Linked DNA regions of Mus musculus: region 2 is linked to region 1. Evidence: chromatin contacts called from public HiChIP or PLAC-seq data. All regions are on one chromosome and are shown on one strand. Each heading gives the region's core, a stretch centred on a gene start, on an enhancer-like site or on the middle of the called end of the contact. The rest is flanking DNA. Distances are from core to core; before and after follow the strand shown.

What was found. HiChIP or PLAC-seq counts read pairs in DNA pulled down with a chosen protein or histone mark.
Region 2: a contact with region 1 is called in an H3K27ac HiChIP or PLAC-seq map of microglia, with 4 times the contacts expected there. The contact joins two enhancer-like sites. A contact is called at or near these places in 3 of 39 promoter capture datasets (hippocampal neurons, liver and trophoblast stem cells), 3 of 484 Hi-C or Micro-C datasets (3T3-L1-derived adipocytes, embryonic stem cells and liver), 3 of 115 datasets of contacts at active chromatin or transcription factors (embryonic forebrain, embryonic stem cells and microglia) and 3 of 9 other capture datasets (adipose tissue, liver and pancreatic islet).

The regions. Positions count from the first base shown.
Region 1 is chr4:150,021,831-150,029,294 of GRCm38.p6, forward strand. No RefSeq gene overlaps it. Among named protein-coding and RNA genes, the nearest start is that of Gm13067, 3.8 kb to the right of the region's middle. Within about 2 kb of position 3,846, at least 3 of the 459 cell types and tissues checked have an H3K27ac peak or open chromatin away from gene starts, as enhancers often do. A contact at or near this core is called in microglia, where this site is marked.
Region 2 is chr4:150,132,466-150,139,929 of GRCm38.p6, forward strand. Slc2a5 (solute carrier family 2 (facilitated glucose transporter), member 5) reads left to right here. Exons shown (of 14, transcript NM_019741.3): 7 at 3,079-3,231; 8 at 6,956-7,081; 9 at 7,166-7,353. Among named protein-coding and RNA genes, the nearest start is that of Slc2a7, 13 kb to the right of the region's middle. Within about 2 kb of position 3,041, at least 32 of the 459 cell types and tissues checked have an H3K27ac peak or open chromatin away from gene starts, as enhancers often do. A contact at or near this core is called in microglia, where this site is marked.

The DNA.
Region 1 (7,464 bases), core at 2,596-5,095:
TCTTCCAAAGGTCCTGAGTTCAAACCCCAGCAACCACATGGTGGCTCACAGCCATCCGTAATGAGATCTGACGCCCTCTTCTGGTGTGTCTGAAGACAGCTACAGTGTACTTAGATATAATAATAAATCTTTTTTTAAAAAAAAGAAAAAGAAAAAAAGAAAGAAAAGAAAAAGAAACGAGGAAATATCAAAAGATCCTACCTTGCCTAAACCAGAAAGAAGGAAGAAAAAGGTGGGGAGGAAAACTGGGATATCCTCGGGTTAAAGACCACCCCTGCAGTGCATGCCAAGTGAAAAGCTTTAGACCTGTGTGCTCCTGTGTCTCCTGCATCCCCCACTGCAGGAGGAGGCAGGCATGTCACAAGGAGGAGGACACCAGTGGGAGATTCTAGACTAAGGGGGGAGGGGTCATGACTTTGGGGTTGCAGCTCCTCTGTGGGACTGAGGCAAGGGCCAGGACTTTTAGGGCCCAGCCTTAGATTCCATCCAAGGGTCACGGGGGCCATTTTTTTTTCAGACCAGGCGCAGGGAAGGTGAGACTGCTTTCTTTTGGACCCTGTGGGTTCCACTTGTTCCGTGCAGCAGCTATGGGCAACAGCTTTAAAAATGTCTGCCAGAGGTTCTTCTCACCTCTGCAATTAGCACAGCTAGCACTCGAATCAATGAGGGCTCCTGTTCACACTTCCTGCCTCACCTCCACCTGCTTTCCGCAGACAGCGCTCCAAAGTTGTCCTGCGTTCCTTAGTGCCGTGGGGATTCCTTCAAGCACCAGAGTGTCCTGGAACTTAGAACAGGGACGTGGGTCCATGCGCGGGCTCGTGCAGGGAGAGCTTAAGTCTACAAGTCAGAAGAGAAGCATCCTGGGGACTGATTGAGTGGGCTCTGGGGAAGAAGCGTTTTAGGGACCTCCTCAGCCCTTCCTTCCTTCAGCCCTCCTCTCTCTCTCTCTCTCTCTCTCTCTCTCTCTCTCTCTCTCTCTCTCTCTCTCTCTCAGATCTTTATGAAGAACTGAAGCTGCCAGGTTGATTGGCAAATCTATATTTAGCTTTAAAACGAACGCATTGTTTATTAATGTCTGTGTGTATGCTTGCATGAATTTATGTGCACCATATATTGCTGGTGTTGATGGAGGACTGAAGACAGTGTGGGATCCCCTGGAACTGGAGCTATAGGCAGCTGTAAACTGGGTGCTGGGAATGGAGCCTGGGTCCTCTGCAAAAGCAGAAAGTGCTCTGAAACACATAGATTTACCTTTTAAAAGCCCCCATAGCTGGTTTCTACCATAGCTACATCCTATAACTGCCATACCATCGATGTCCCAAGCTCCCACTTCTCCTATATATCCTTGCCAACACTTGTTATTTTCTTTTTTTTGCTTTCTCCCATTTGGTGCTGGGAATCAAGCCTAGAACCTTGCATGTGCTAGGTGAGCCCCTGCCACTGAGATGCATCCCCAGAGCTGGGTCCAATGATGCACATCTGTGATTCCAGCCCTCAGTAGGCTGAGGCAGGATATATGCAAGTTCCAGGCTAGCCTGGGCTACATAGCAAGACCCTGTCTCAAAGGAGAAAAAAACAAAAAAACAAAAAACAGATCTGGGTGTTTGGGGTGTGCATCTCAATGGAAAAGGACTGCTTAGCTACACCAAACCTTGGATTTAATCCTAACATCAAATAATAATAATGATGATAATAATAATAACAACAACTATAATAAACACAATACTATAATTATATATTATAATAAAGCTATAATAAATAAAAACACTTATTATTATTATTATTTTAATAGTTTTGAGTCATGCAAAATCTAAAAGGTGACAAGGTCTCCCAGTCACCCTCCTTCCTCTCAGTTCCACAGGATGGGCGTGGTCCTTAACCGCCCTGATTAAGAAGGGGCCTCCTCTGAGTGAGCAAACGCAGTACTGACCCTCTTGTCCCGCACCTTAGTCCTGCCCTCATGCCGGCCATTTCCTAGGCTCAGGCCGAGGTTGGTGGTTCACAAGACCCGGAAGCCTACTATTCAAGGAATTCTGTGTTCTCTTTAAAAACAGCCTTTTAATTAGATCCTAGTTATAAAAAGATTCAGTCTTTTCTCTTTACTCTTCTGTTGTTTGAGATTGTGCCCGAGGTGCCTGAGAATAGCTGCGAGCAGAAGTCAGCAGACGTGGCGCACGCCTTTAATCCCAGCACTCGGGAGGCAGAGGCAGGTGGATTTCTGAGTTCAAGACCAGCCTGGTCTACAAAGTGAGTGCCAGGACAGCCAGGGCTGCACAGAGAAACCCTGTCTCGAAAAAACCAAAAAAAAAAAAAAAAGAAAGAAAGAAAAAGAAAAAGAAAACCCAGCCCACACTCCCCTGGAAGGTCAGCATTCCTCACCTACTTGGTGGCCCCTCAGCCCACTCCCCACCCCTCTCCCTAATGACAGCCCCTTGACAGCCCCTTGATTTCATTCTGTGTGGCAATGTTAAGAGTTCTGCTGCTCTATTCCCAAGCTTCTTTTGCAGCTGAGTGTGTCGGGTGTCTGAGCTCTGCCCTCCAAAGCCGATCAGGTAGAGTGATGCAGAGTTGATCAGGTAGAGTGACATGACGCAGAGGTTTTGACTTTCCCCGCATGTTTGCCTTTTCTTTGTCTCTTCTTTGAGAGGCTGGTGGGACAGATGACACACCAGTCTCTCTTTTGCCTCAGGTTAAGGATGGTAGATCAGAAAAGCGGATGAGCCACCATAAGTACCAAGGACCTCTATAATATATATATTTTTAATTAAAAAGAAAAAAAAAAGCAAATGTATGTGTTTATTTGGGAACCAGGAATCAGGGACTGCACACATGCCAGTCATACAGGTCTGGAGGTCAGAGGTCAACTTGCAGGAGTGGGTTCTTTCCTTCTGCCCTGTGAGTCTTGGGGATGACATTGGGTGGTTTGCAGCAAGCTCCTTTTTCTCCTGAGCCATCTCACTGGGCTTTTTTTTTTTTAAGATTTATTTATTATTATATCTAAGTACACTGTAGCTGTCTTCAGATGCACCAGAAAAGGGTGTCAGATCTCATTACAGATGGTTGTGAGCCACCATGTGGTTGCTGGGATTTGAACTCAGGACCTTCAGAAGAGCAGTCAGTGCTTTTAACCACTGAGCCATCTCTCCAGCCCCCTCACTGGGTTTTTAAGTGAAAGAGAAATGAGCTCGTTTTTTTTCTGAAAACTTCCTTCATCCATGGGGTCCCTAACCCTAAGTGCCCAACCTGCAGACCAACTTCCAAGAGATATCTTTGTTCAAAGGATGTCCTTAGGATAGGCCTGGTCCGCTCACCATTCTTGTACAAAGAGACTCGGACAGACAGGAACATTCGCGGGGTACTCAAGAAGAAGACTCTACCTTCAAGCCAGCAGAACAGCCTCATCTGCACTTCCTCTTGCACTCCCAACCCCAGAACTGTGAAACGGGTAGATTCTACTGTCTCAGCCATCCAGCCTGGAGTGCTCTGATACAGCGGCAGACACAGACAAACACGGGCATCGGGGTAAAAGATGGTAGGACACCAGAAGCCGGCCAGCCGGGAAGTAGTCGTGGTAAGTCTATGAGTGGTTGCTATCATTTGTTGAGGGGTATATCTCTCGGACTAGATGGTTTCCCATGAAGAATCTCCACAGCTCTGTCTACACAGGGCACCATCCTCTGTCTACACAGGGTACCACCCCACTAAGAAACCTCTATCTACACAGGGTACCATCCCACTAAGAAGAGCCAGAGCCAGGCATGAACCAGAGAGCCAGGGAACCCCAGACAGCAGCAAGTGCCAGGCTGCAGAGACTGTGGCAAAAGGTGTGAGGAGCAGAGATATGGAAGGAAGCCCTTGTGGGGAGGGGCAGAACTGTTGGCTGAGAGTGCGAAGGCTAGGAGGTCTTGCAGCCTTTGGCCTTGTTGAGGCCTTCCTTTTATCTTAAGCCAAGGGCCCATTTTGAAGGAATTTGGGGCTGTAGAGGTGGGGGCTGCAGGAGCCAACACTCCCAGCCTGTGCCAGAGGACACGGCAGGGGAAACTTCTGCGTCTGTGTCCAGCAACTGTGACACGGAGTTGTAAAAAGCAGCTTCCTCTCCTCTCGCGGTGACCCACGAGAATTTTGCGAGCAGTGTGAAGACACAGATTTGCCTAGAAATGAACAGTTTGACCCAGCCTCAGAGAAAAAACCAGAAGGCTTCTTCTCCATTTATTCACAGGTGCTGTGGGGCCCTATGTTACTCCTGGTTGTTGCTGGGGGCTTAGGAGGAATGACACAACTGTCCTATGGCAGGGAGACAGGAAGACAACCTGCCAGCAAAAGGCGGGTTCGGGGGACATTTTGGTGCAGATGAAGAAATGCAGGCACATGCGCAAAGAGGCCCTCAAGGGCCCTGGAAGTCTGCCCTGTGATAAAAATAACTTCCATTTGGCTACTGGGGCCTGAAGATGCACCCACCATTCCTTTTGTAGTTAAAATGTCTTTGTTCTTCTGTTAAGCACAGACCCCCTTGGGAAGACCGTTCCCAGAAGCCTGCTACCTCCCAACCTCTTAACAGAACAGTTTAACAAGCAAGGGAATGCCAGCTACACTTTAGTTGTGTTGGAGACAAGAGAGACAGCAGCAAAGACTCTGTGGGCAGAACTGCTTTCTTCTCCGTACATGGCATCTGTTTAATACAAACAATGAGCCAATGGGGAACCCCAAAGATGCAGGCGCAAGATGGCCTGTCTGCTCCTTGGGCATGCATGGTTCTGCCTGAGCATGTATAGTGGTCCAGAGCGGGGTGTGAACACTGGGTTATGGTGGAAGGGGTCTCATCAAGGGTGCGTGCATTTGGCTTTGTCACCCCCACGTCCTCGGAGCAGAAGGATCTCCACGTGTGGCCGTCAACATAAAGGACCTAAGAGATCCTGAAGGAGAAGACCTTCATCTTCTGCTGGCACTACCATCTTGGTCCCCTTTCTAGTGACGGTCTTTTTGTATTAGTGACGGGAAAGCCGTGATCCACGTCGCTCTTTCCACTCCCAATGCAGACGCGTGGTAATCCACAGGCCAGGGGACTTTAAATGATTTGCTGAAGAGAATCTCCTAAATCCAGTAGCCATCCTAGCTTCCAATGACCCTAGCCCCAGGCTCCAGGATAGAGAGAGTCTGCCTCATCCTTAAACAGGAAACACGCCGCCTTGACCCTGGAGGTGTGTTTGAGAGCAACCTCCAGCCAGAACATCACATGACTTTAACCTAGTTTTCTCCCTATGTTACAGAAAATAAAAGAAAGGGTGACATCAGTGCCTGCCAGCACCCTTGCAGGGAGCTCGACCATGGCTGCCTCGGACCCCTGTGTGCACATCCCTCCTCTCTTGCTGGCCTAGGCAAGTTTGTCTTCCTATCAAAGTGTAAGTTGATGGAATTGTTTTTGAGGAATAAAAGTGGGGAGGAGGAAGAGAAGGAGGAGGAGGAGGAGGAGGAAGAAGAAGAGGCAGAAAAGGAGATTGTGACCAGCACAGAGCACACGTCCAAAATGCCCGAGGAAGGACGCACGTCAGAGGTGGCTGAAAACTATCACCAGAAAGTTGAGTCAGGAGCACTGGCAGCTCGAACATGGTAAAGCAGAAGTGTGGGTAAGAGCCAGATGGCCTCAAGCCTGCCGCTAATACCTATGCGACACAAGCCTCTTTGTGCCTTAGTTTCCCTTTAGTGTCAAGATGTGCCCTGTGTTGTAGGAGTCAATACCAGAAGCACAAGAGAGGCCAGCATGTGGTTTCACCAGTGGGGTCACCATTGTCACTACCCTGGTGACAATGGTGAAGGGCTGCTCCATTTCGCTGCCATTGTTCTGAGGGGGAAAGAAATCATTGCAAGGTGCAGAGAGATACATTCTGGCCAGGCCAAGAGAGGTCTAACTGGGATCTGTGAGTGTCTCCTGGCTTGGGAAAAATGGTCTTCGCAGCTATAATTGAGATGAGGACCGAGAGGGGCTGGAGAGATGGCTCAGTGGTTAGAAGCACTTAATGATCTTGTAGAAGAACTGGGTTCTGTTCCGAGATCCTAGTTGGTGGCTCACAACTGCCTATAACCCAACATCCAGGGGATCCGATGTCCTCTTCTGACTTCTGGGAGTTCCTCGTGCATATGGTATACATAACTCATGCAAGGATGCACACATACACGCAAAAATGATAACTTTTAAATGAAAGACCTAGCAAAGGAATCTTGGGTTGAGGTAGCCTTGAACCTCTATTATAAAAGGAAAGGGGTGGGGACTCAGAAAGGAGAATATCACCCTCATATAGATAAGGCAGGAGGGCCCCAGAGTTGAAGAGAAGCTGGATCTACCTCAGTCTGCTCACAACTCCCAAGATAAGCTTTCCTGCCCACCCCTCCATTTAGACTTTGGCCCCTGGGTATGGGAGGATGTATGTGATGTATGCCTCCATGTTTGAGGTCAATCTTAGGGAAGCCTAAGGAATCCCATGTAGGTGGGCAACGTTGTGGGTTTCGCCCGTGGTGGACACTAAGGAAGCGCTGCTTTAGATCAGCATGTGTCTGCCCCTCAGTCATAGGGTGGATGCTTGAATCTTCTGCTTCCAGAGAGTTTGTGTTCTTGGCTTGGATTTGCATGTACCTGATCATATCATTTCCTGGGGTAATCTGTGTAGCACACATAAGAAGGAAGCATGCAAGGTCATCTGAGGTCACAGCCAGGGCAGGTCACTCACTCTCAGGGTCTGATGATGGGAGCAGCAAGAACCTTACAGGACCAAGGACCCCAAGTGACCTTGAGGGAGCCCTGGCAAGTCTTGGGTTTCCCACCCACCTAGGGGAAAGATTTGGCTATATACTTTCTGGGGTCTCTTCTGCTATGACATCTCAGGGGTCTCTGCAGCTCCCTTCCTCTCAGACAAGGAAGGGAAGCAGAGGAAGAGGAGGGTGTATCGTCTGGCCGTGGGTGGTCCTGGGCTGTGTCCGCCAGCAGAGTGCACGCTGTACGAACTGTGCAAGCTAGGAAGGTGGGCAAGGGTGCCCGTTGGCCATGGTGCACTGCAGTAGCATGGCTGTATCCCAGGCAGGACGCAGACTGCAGGCTGCAGAGGCGCCCCTCCTGGTCTCTTCCCTCAGGACTGAAGCGGACAGGACTCGGAGTTGGTGCAGTTGTTTCTACTGAGCAGGCTTTTTAAAGGGGGTGGGGGGAGTTATACTTTTCCTTCCCGAGTGTATGCATGTGTGTGCATGTGTGCACATGCACGTATGCAGACATCCACACATAATCACTTTCTCCTTCACTGTCCTTTCTCATACTCTTGAGTTTATAATAAATGTAAAACCTGAGAATACCTTCTTCCCCCTCACCCTCTGCCATCTCTCCGCGTGTCTGTTCTGAGCATTCCCCTGTGGATTAGAGCAGAATGAGCTATTTAACCATATCTGCATTTAAAGTGCATTTTCTCCTGGAACTTTCTC
Region 2 (7,464 bases), core at 1,791-4,290, 110 kb after region 1:
ACAACAACAAAAACCCAAACAAACAAACAAACCAAAAAAAGTAGACTTAACTAAAGTTTCATATGAAGGGTGCCATTATTCCACGTCTTTGCAAATCACTTTAGTGTCTGTCTTAACAGCAGCCATTTGGATTTTTGTTGTTGTTGTTTTCATGAGACAAATGATAAATTATAGTTATACAGTAAATAAGTATAAACAATCAACAAAATTACAAAACCTCCCACCAGCCCCGGGACTGAGAAACATCCGGGTGACCTCCTCCAGGGTGTTTCCCAAGAAGGGCATGGTGACACGTGTGCATCACACATGGCCATCACACGTGGCAGCAGCCAGTGGCTCCATTATCAGCACCTTGGGCAACAGGGGCGTGGATGGCCCGCGGGAGGGAGGTGCCCCGTGGCTACTGGGGTGAGGCCCCGGGCAGAGGGCTCTTGTAATCCGCTGTAGAATCACTGCCCAGCCGGCTGGATGTTCAAAACTGCCCCTGTGTTCAGTTAGCCATGCAGTGGATGACAGGCAGCTTCCCGAAGCTCCTCTGCCACCTGCGCTGGCCGCATAGCTCACCCGAGAAGGAAACAAACAGCCCAGCCGTGACTGGGGAGCGAAGGTCGCTGCGCTTTGCTTTCTCACAGTTCATGGGTTTGTTGTTTGTTGATCAACTCCTTGGCAAGAGGACTGAAGGCTTTCCCTGGCCAGAAGGAATGCAGACATTACAGTTGCTTCCCCATCCCACCTCCACCCCCTCCACGCCACGCCACGCCCCCTCCTCATGCCCCGCCCTGTCCCGCCCCAAATTAACTCTAGGGTCTTCCCACTTTGGTCTGCAGGGTCTGTCCCAGGAGAGTGGCATCCCTGTAATTTTAGACCTGGGGGCCTGAGACAGGCGGACCTCAAGTTTGAGGCTAACATGGGCTACATAACAAGACCCCTCCCCCCGAAAATATCCAAAGTAGAGATTGATTCTAGACACGTAAATGTACTTAATCCAGACACGCTTACCAGGATTTTGTACTTGTTCTCATTTTTGTCGTTGCTGTTATTTTTTTTTTACATTTACTTATTGAGTGTGTTTGTGTACGTGAGGGGCACACACCTGCCACAGCTTGTTTCGGAGGTCAGAGGATAACTGGCAGGAGTCAGCTCTCTCCTCCCACAGTGTGGGTCCCCGGGAGGGGGGCGGGATGAAAGTCAGGTTGTTGGGTTTTGTATTAAGAGCCTTTACACGTGGACCCTCTTTCTTTCCTGGCTCTCTCTCTCTCTCTCTCTCTCTCTCTCTCTCTCTCTCTCACTCTCTCTCTGTCTCCTTGTCTCTTTCTGTCTCTCTCTCTGTCTCTCTGTCTCTCTCTCTGTCCCTCTGTCTCTGTCTCTCTCTCAGCTAAACCACAAGCGTCCTTTTGTACTGGGGATGGAACCCAAAGCCCTGTGCACACTAGACACGCACTCTTCTCACCTCCCAGTGCCCCACCTATACTTTTTTTATATTTATTTTATTATTGAACTGGGGGAGGGGGCAGTTTGGGGGAGGTGTGTGCAGATGAGTGCAGGTGCCTGCAGAGAAGAGAAAGGCGGATGCAGTGGCTGGAGTTACAGGTGTTATGCACCTCCTGATGAGGGCGCTGGCAACGGAACTCCGGACCTCTGCAAGGGCAGCCAGTTCTCTTAACTGCTGAGCCACCTCTCTGGCCCTTGCATTTTTGTTTCTCGGGTTTTTTTTATATTTAGTTGTTTATCTCGTGGGGTGAAGCAATGTGCATCCCCCTCTTCTTCCGCCATGTGCATCCTGCAAACTGAACCCAGATCATGAGAGCTGGCAGCTGGTGCCTTTACCCACTGAGCCATCCCACCAGCCCCCAGTTTGTCTATTCCTAAAAGAGTCATATTTTGACATGATGGGAAATTTTACAAGATTACATAGCGGGCCGGGGGGGGGGGCGCTGGAGAGATGGCTCAGTTCAGTTTCTAGTACCCAGGTCGGGCAGCTCACAACCACCTGCCTATAAAATTCAGCTCCCAGGGAATCTGACATGTCTGTAAACACACCCACAAAACACACATGCCAAATCACATCACTAAAACAATAAATCTTTTTAAAACAGATTAAATAGTGGAGTTCAGAGTAGCCTCAGCATACATAAATCCCAGCAATGCATATATACAATATATATTAAAATTTGATATTTTTTACATTTTAAGCTTTTCTTCTGAGTTAATTGCCAATCAAAGCTTTTCTAAGACAGGGCACCCCTTTGTACCCTAGGCTGGCCTGGGTCTAACCTTCTGCCTGCTATGTGTGTTAGCTGCCTAAGGCAGGAGTTTATTGCCATGTGCTGTCCCCAGAAAGTAAGCCAGTGGGCAGGGCTATTGTGCCTTTCCATGACTGATTCTTTTCTCTCTGAGGGGAAGGAGAGGGGCGTGTCTAATCCTCTTCCCTCTATGACCTGGGCCAGTCAGGAGCAAGGATGTAGGGTCTGGCTGGGCTGCATCCCCAGGTAACACAGTCAAGAAGCGAATACTCCTGTCAGGAGCTTCGCCCATGTGATTTCTTTCCTTGATGTTTAAGGAACTAAGAAATAGAAGAGGTACTTACAAGGGCCGTTCATTCATTCATTCATTCATTCATTCATTCATTCATTCACTGTGTTACAGGAGGGTGTGTGTGAGAGGCAGGGTGAACAGGTGTGCACTTGTATGTGGAGGCCAGAGGTCCACCTCTCGGGGGTGCTTTTAGGAGCTCTCCCACAGTACTTACCAACGGAATTATCCCCATTTTAAGGGCTTGGTGGGGAGCAGGCTAGATAGTTCACCTGGCAAGGTACATTGAGTCTTCGAAGACACAGTTGGTTTCTACCAGACATTTTCTGTGTTCTTTATTTTATTTTATTTTATTTTAAAGATTTATTTATTATGCATACAGTATCCTGTCTGCATGTATGCCTGCACACCAGAAGAGGGCACCAGATCTCACTATAGATTGTTGTGAGTCACCTCGGGCCCTCTGGAAGAGCAACCAGTGCTTTTAACCTCTGAGTCAGCCCTCCAGCCTTCCTGGTTGTATTCTTACTGTGACTCTCCTTCCAGGTATCTCTTCCAACGTGGTCCCTATGTACTTAGGGGAGCTGGCCCCGAAAAACCTACGAGGGGCTCTGGGAGTGGTCCCGCAACTCTTCATCACTGTCGGCATCCTTGTGGCCCAGCTGTTTGGCCTTCGGAGTCTCTTGGCAAATGAGGATGGTGAGAAGAGGCCCCAGCCCCCAGCCCCCTCTCCCCAAAGCTGCTACCTAGCACCATTACTGGAAGCTTCTGCCCTCTGACTTCCCTGTTATGTCCAGTGGAGACTGTCCTTTGTCCACTCGGCTGTTCTGGAGCTAGCCACACGGGTTTTGCCTGAACAAGCATGCGGTGACAGCTCCTTCTAGAAGACAGCAAGGCTTCTCAACTTAACAGGAAGGGTCTGTTTCCCCTGAGCTGCTAAGTGACTGTCCGCACTCTCAGACGTGGCATCATTGCCTCCTCTTTCTCAGTCTCAGGACACTTTACCCCACCCCACCACCCCACCCCCACCTCCACCCCCGTGTTGAGATAAGGTCTCATTTAAGCCAGGCTGGCCTCAAACTCATGTGGTAGTCAGAGTGTCCTTGAACAGATGATCCTCCTGCCGCCACCAACAAGCCCTGAGATTACAGGCAGGCAAGACCGCCGATGTTTTATGCAGTGCTGGAGATCTGTGCAGATGCTAGGCAAACCCTCTCCCAACTGGGCCCAGCCCTGCCCCCATCACTTCTCTTTTATTTCCTTCCTCCCTGTCTTTCTTTTTGAGCCTTAAGCCTCTGGAAGGGAGGCCGGCTGCAATGCTCATGCCTGCCGTGGCCTGGGCGCCATGTCTTCTGTAATAGCGCATCTGTTTCTCTCAGCGGCCTCAGGAGGTCATGTACTTTAAACATACCCACTTTACAGATACAGAACCCGAAACTCAGCAGATTGAAACATGTGCAAAGTCCTGTTAAGATTCAGACCCTGTAGCCTGAGCCTGGCTGGCTCTGTGTCGAGTTGCCATGCTCCCCTGTCTTCTTGTCCCTACACGTGTCCAGGACCCCTCCATCAAGGTGCTACATTATCCCTAGGAGCTGGGACCTAAAATCAATGGACTGGGGTTGAGTCTCAGGGAGCCCCAGGCAACAGGAGCAGACTCTCTGCTACATCGCCCTGTGCAGGAGGGCAGGAGCGGTTCTGTCCTGAAGAGAACATTCTAGGCCTGGGCAGAGGAGACAAAAATGTCGAAATCCTTTGAGCCTTTAGGGAACTGAAAGGGATGGCAATGTTAGACCTCCACCCTTGTCTGTGACTTTCCTGCAGTGCAAGGCTGCAGTTTAACCGTGCCCATTTTAGAGCCCTCAGTGTGAGCCCTGGCTTAGGACAGCTGCTCCGCTATAACAGAGCTGGCCAGCAGGTGGCGCAGTGAGAGGAGGCGCAAGAAGAAGGCACCCGCGATTAAGGCTGCACAGTGGTCAGGGTTGAGAAGTGGGATCTGAGTTAGTGTCTGGTGACCATTGGTGCCTTGGTGAGGAGAGCTACAGTGTAGGGGGCTAGACGGAGGGGCCCAGGGGCTGGTGACCGTGACTCGAATGGGAGACAGCAGTACTTGTCACAGACAGGGCACGGGAGATAGGCACAGGGTCCCACGATGATCTAGGGCCCAGTTCTGATCAAGGGGCAGCAGGAGGTGGAAGGACATTGCTCCAGCCTAGAAAGTGGTGGTTCATCCAGGAGCCAAACTTGACGTTGGGTGATACTCATATTCTAGGTGAAATTAGGTCATTTTTTTTTTGGCCAGGAGGAGTGGATTATGAGATGGAGTGAAAGTTCAGAGGTTCACGTGTATCTCGAGGAAGATTCCAGCTAAATGAGGGTATCCCTGGCCTGTCTCTTTTTTACTGAATCAACTACAAAAGACCAGGGAAGTTGGACATAGTGGTGCATGGCTGTAATCCTGGGGCTCAGAAGGTAAAGGAAAGAGACTGAGGGACGTAGAGTCAGCCTGAGACACACAGTAGGTCTGAGGCCAGCCTGAGTTACATTCTATTTTCTTAAAAAAAAAAAAAAAAAAAAAAAAAAGCCAAGATGGTTCAGTATGTTGTTGCCAAATCGGATGATCTGAGGACCCACACGGTAGAGAGGAAAGTGATGTCACAAGTTGTCTCTGCTCGGTGCATGATCTCTGTGGTACTCCTTTCCCTCCCCATCCCCCTCCCCCTCCCCCTCACCCCTCCCCCCTCCCCATCTCCTTCCCTCTCTCTTTCTTCCTCTCTTTCTCTTTCTCCCTCCCTCCCTTTCTCTCTCCCCTCCCTCCTCTCTCTTTTCTTTCTCCCTCTTTTACACACACATATATCATAAAATAAATAGGTAAATTAATACAAATGTAAAAACTCAAAACCCGAACTGCATGTACTCTGGCCATCATGGTGTACGTACATCAGAAATCCCAGCCCTCAGGAGACCGAGACAGGAAGACCAAGCTCTGGGCCAGCCTGGACTACATGAGACCTATATCTTATTCAACAGCTGTCAGGTGATTATAACCTCCTTAAATTGGATGGGCAAGGTCAACCATGTAATCACAAGCACGATTCAGCCTGTGTGCATACAGTTTTGCTCCCAAAGGACTAAATGCTCTCAGCAAGGGGCCCAGACTCTGCCTGTGTAAAATGGGGCTGGACTGGATCCACCCCCTAAGAGGGTGTGAGCTCCTTTGTGATTGGCTGGTTGGTGGCTGGCACACACACATGCCTATGACGTCACTGGCCCTGAGCACAGGAGAAAAGGCAAGAGAGCCAGAGATGACTCAAGCAGGGGGCAGAACTGCTCATTTGTCTTGGTAGGCACTTATTCCATTTTTTTATGCAAATGGGCGTTTTGCCTACATGTCTGTCTGTCTGTGCACCACGTGGATGCCTGGTGCCTGTCGAGTCCGGAAGAGGCCATGAAATTCCCTTAGAAGGTGGCCGTGAGCCACTGTCCGAGTGCTAGAAACTGCATCCAGATTCATAGCCGCTGCAAGAGCAGCAAATGCCCTTAGCCTCTGAGCCATCCACCCAGCTCGATCTATAGCTATTTTTATTGTGAACACATCACGCTTGATTCCCAGTAAACATGAAGAAAGACAAAGAAACCAGATGCTCCGAGACCACTCCCCAGGTCAAGAGAGAGCTGCATGTGAACCCCTCAGCAGCCCCTCCCTTCCCCGAGGGCAATCCCTGTGCTGACCTGAACCCCCGTCATCGTCTTGCTTTGGGTTCAGGCTCATCACCATTGGAGATGGTAGGGTGGATTTTTCACCAGCTTTTGAAACTGATGTAAGGGCATTCACTAGATATTGAGTGTTTACACTCCATATCACGCTGGACAGATCTGTCCAAGCCATCGCTGATTGCCTCGGTATTCAGTTACATCCTAGGGTCACGGGATGACTACTGTGTCCTCTCTGTGGAATATAATGGACGTTTGCGTTACCGTTGCTCTTGTTTCTGAGTTTATCAGCACTGCTCGGACCACTCCAGTTTAGGTGTCCTTGTGACCCACACAAGCGTCTCTGGACATATATATACCTGGGGTGGGATGACAGGGTCGGTCTCAGCATGCTCCAGCCGGCTGGTCTCTAAAGGACAACGTGGGTCTGTATAATGGCACACGGAGACCTGCCATTTGCCCATGTCCGTGCCCACATTTGGCACTACCAGATGTTCTTGTTTGCCCAGCACCTCGGTGTGCCATGGTTAGTCATGCCTCAGCTACTGTGTAAATAGCCACCAGACGTCCACGGAAATAGTCACACTTAGTCCCCACAGAGCCCTCATTCCCCCCCTCCGGGCGATGGCTCAGAGTGCCTGCCACCGTTCAGAGTGGAGAAAAAGGTCTCTACTTCTTCCGTGCTTCTGTGACCTTAAGCCCTTGCTTGCAGGCTGGCCAGTTCTCCTGGGTCTAACTGGAGTCCCCGCAGGCCTTCAGCTCCTCCTCCTCCCGTTCTTTCCCGAGAGCCCCCGCTACCTGCTGATCCAGAAGAAAGATGAAGCAGCTGCTGAGAGAGGTGAGGTCTGTGGCGGTTCCCTCCTGACCCAGGGCCCCGGAGCTCTTCGCCTCTGAGCTCATGCCCTCTGCTCGTCTCGCTCAGCCCTCCAGACCCTCCGAGGCTGGAAAGACGTGCACCTAGAGATGGAGGAGATCCGGAAGGAGGATGAGGCTGAGAAGGCGGCGGGCTTCATCTCTGTGTGGAAGTTGTTCACTATGCAGTCTCTCCGTTGGCAACTCATCTCCATGATTGTCCTCATGGCTGGCCAGCAGCTGTCGGGAGTGAACGCGGTACGGGCATCCTGTGAGCTTGGGGTGCTGACGAAGAGGGGTTGGGGTGTGGTGGGCCACTGGCCATCCTATGCCCGAGGGCCTCTGCCAACCCCCATGCTTCTCTTCCAG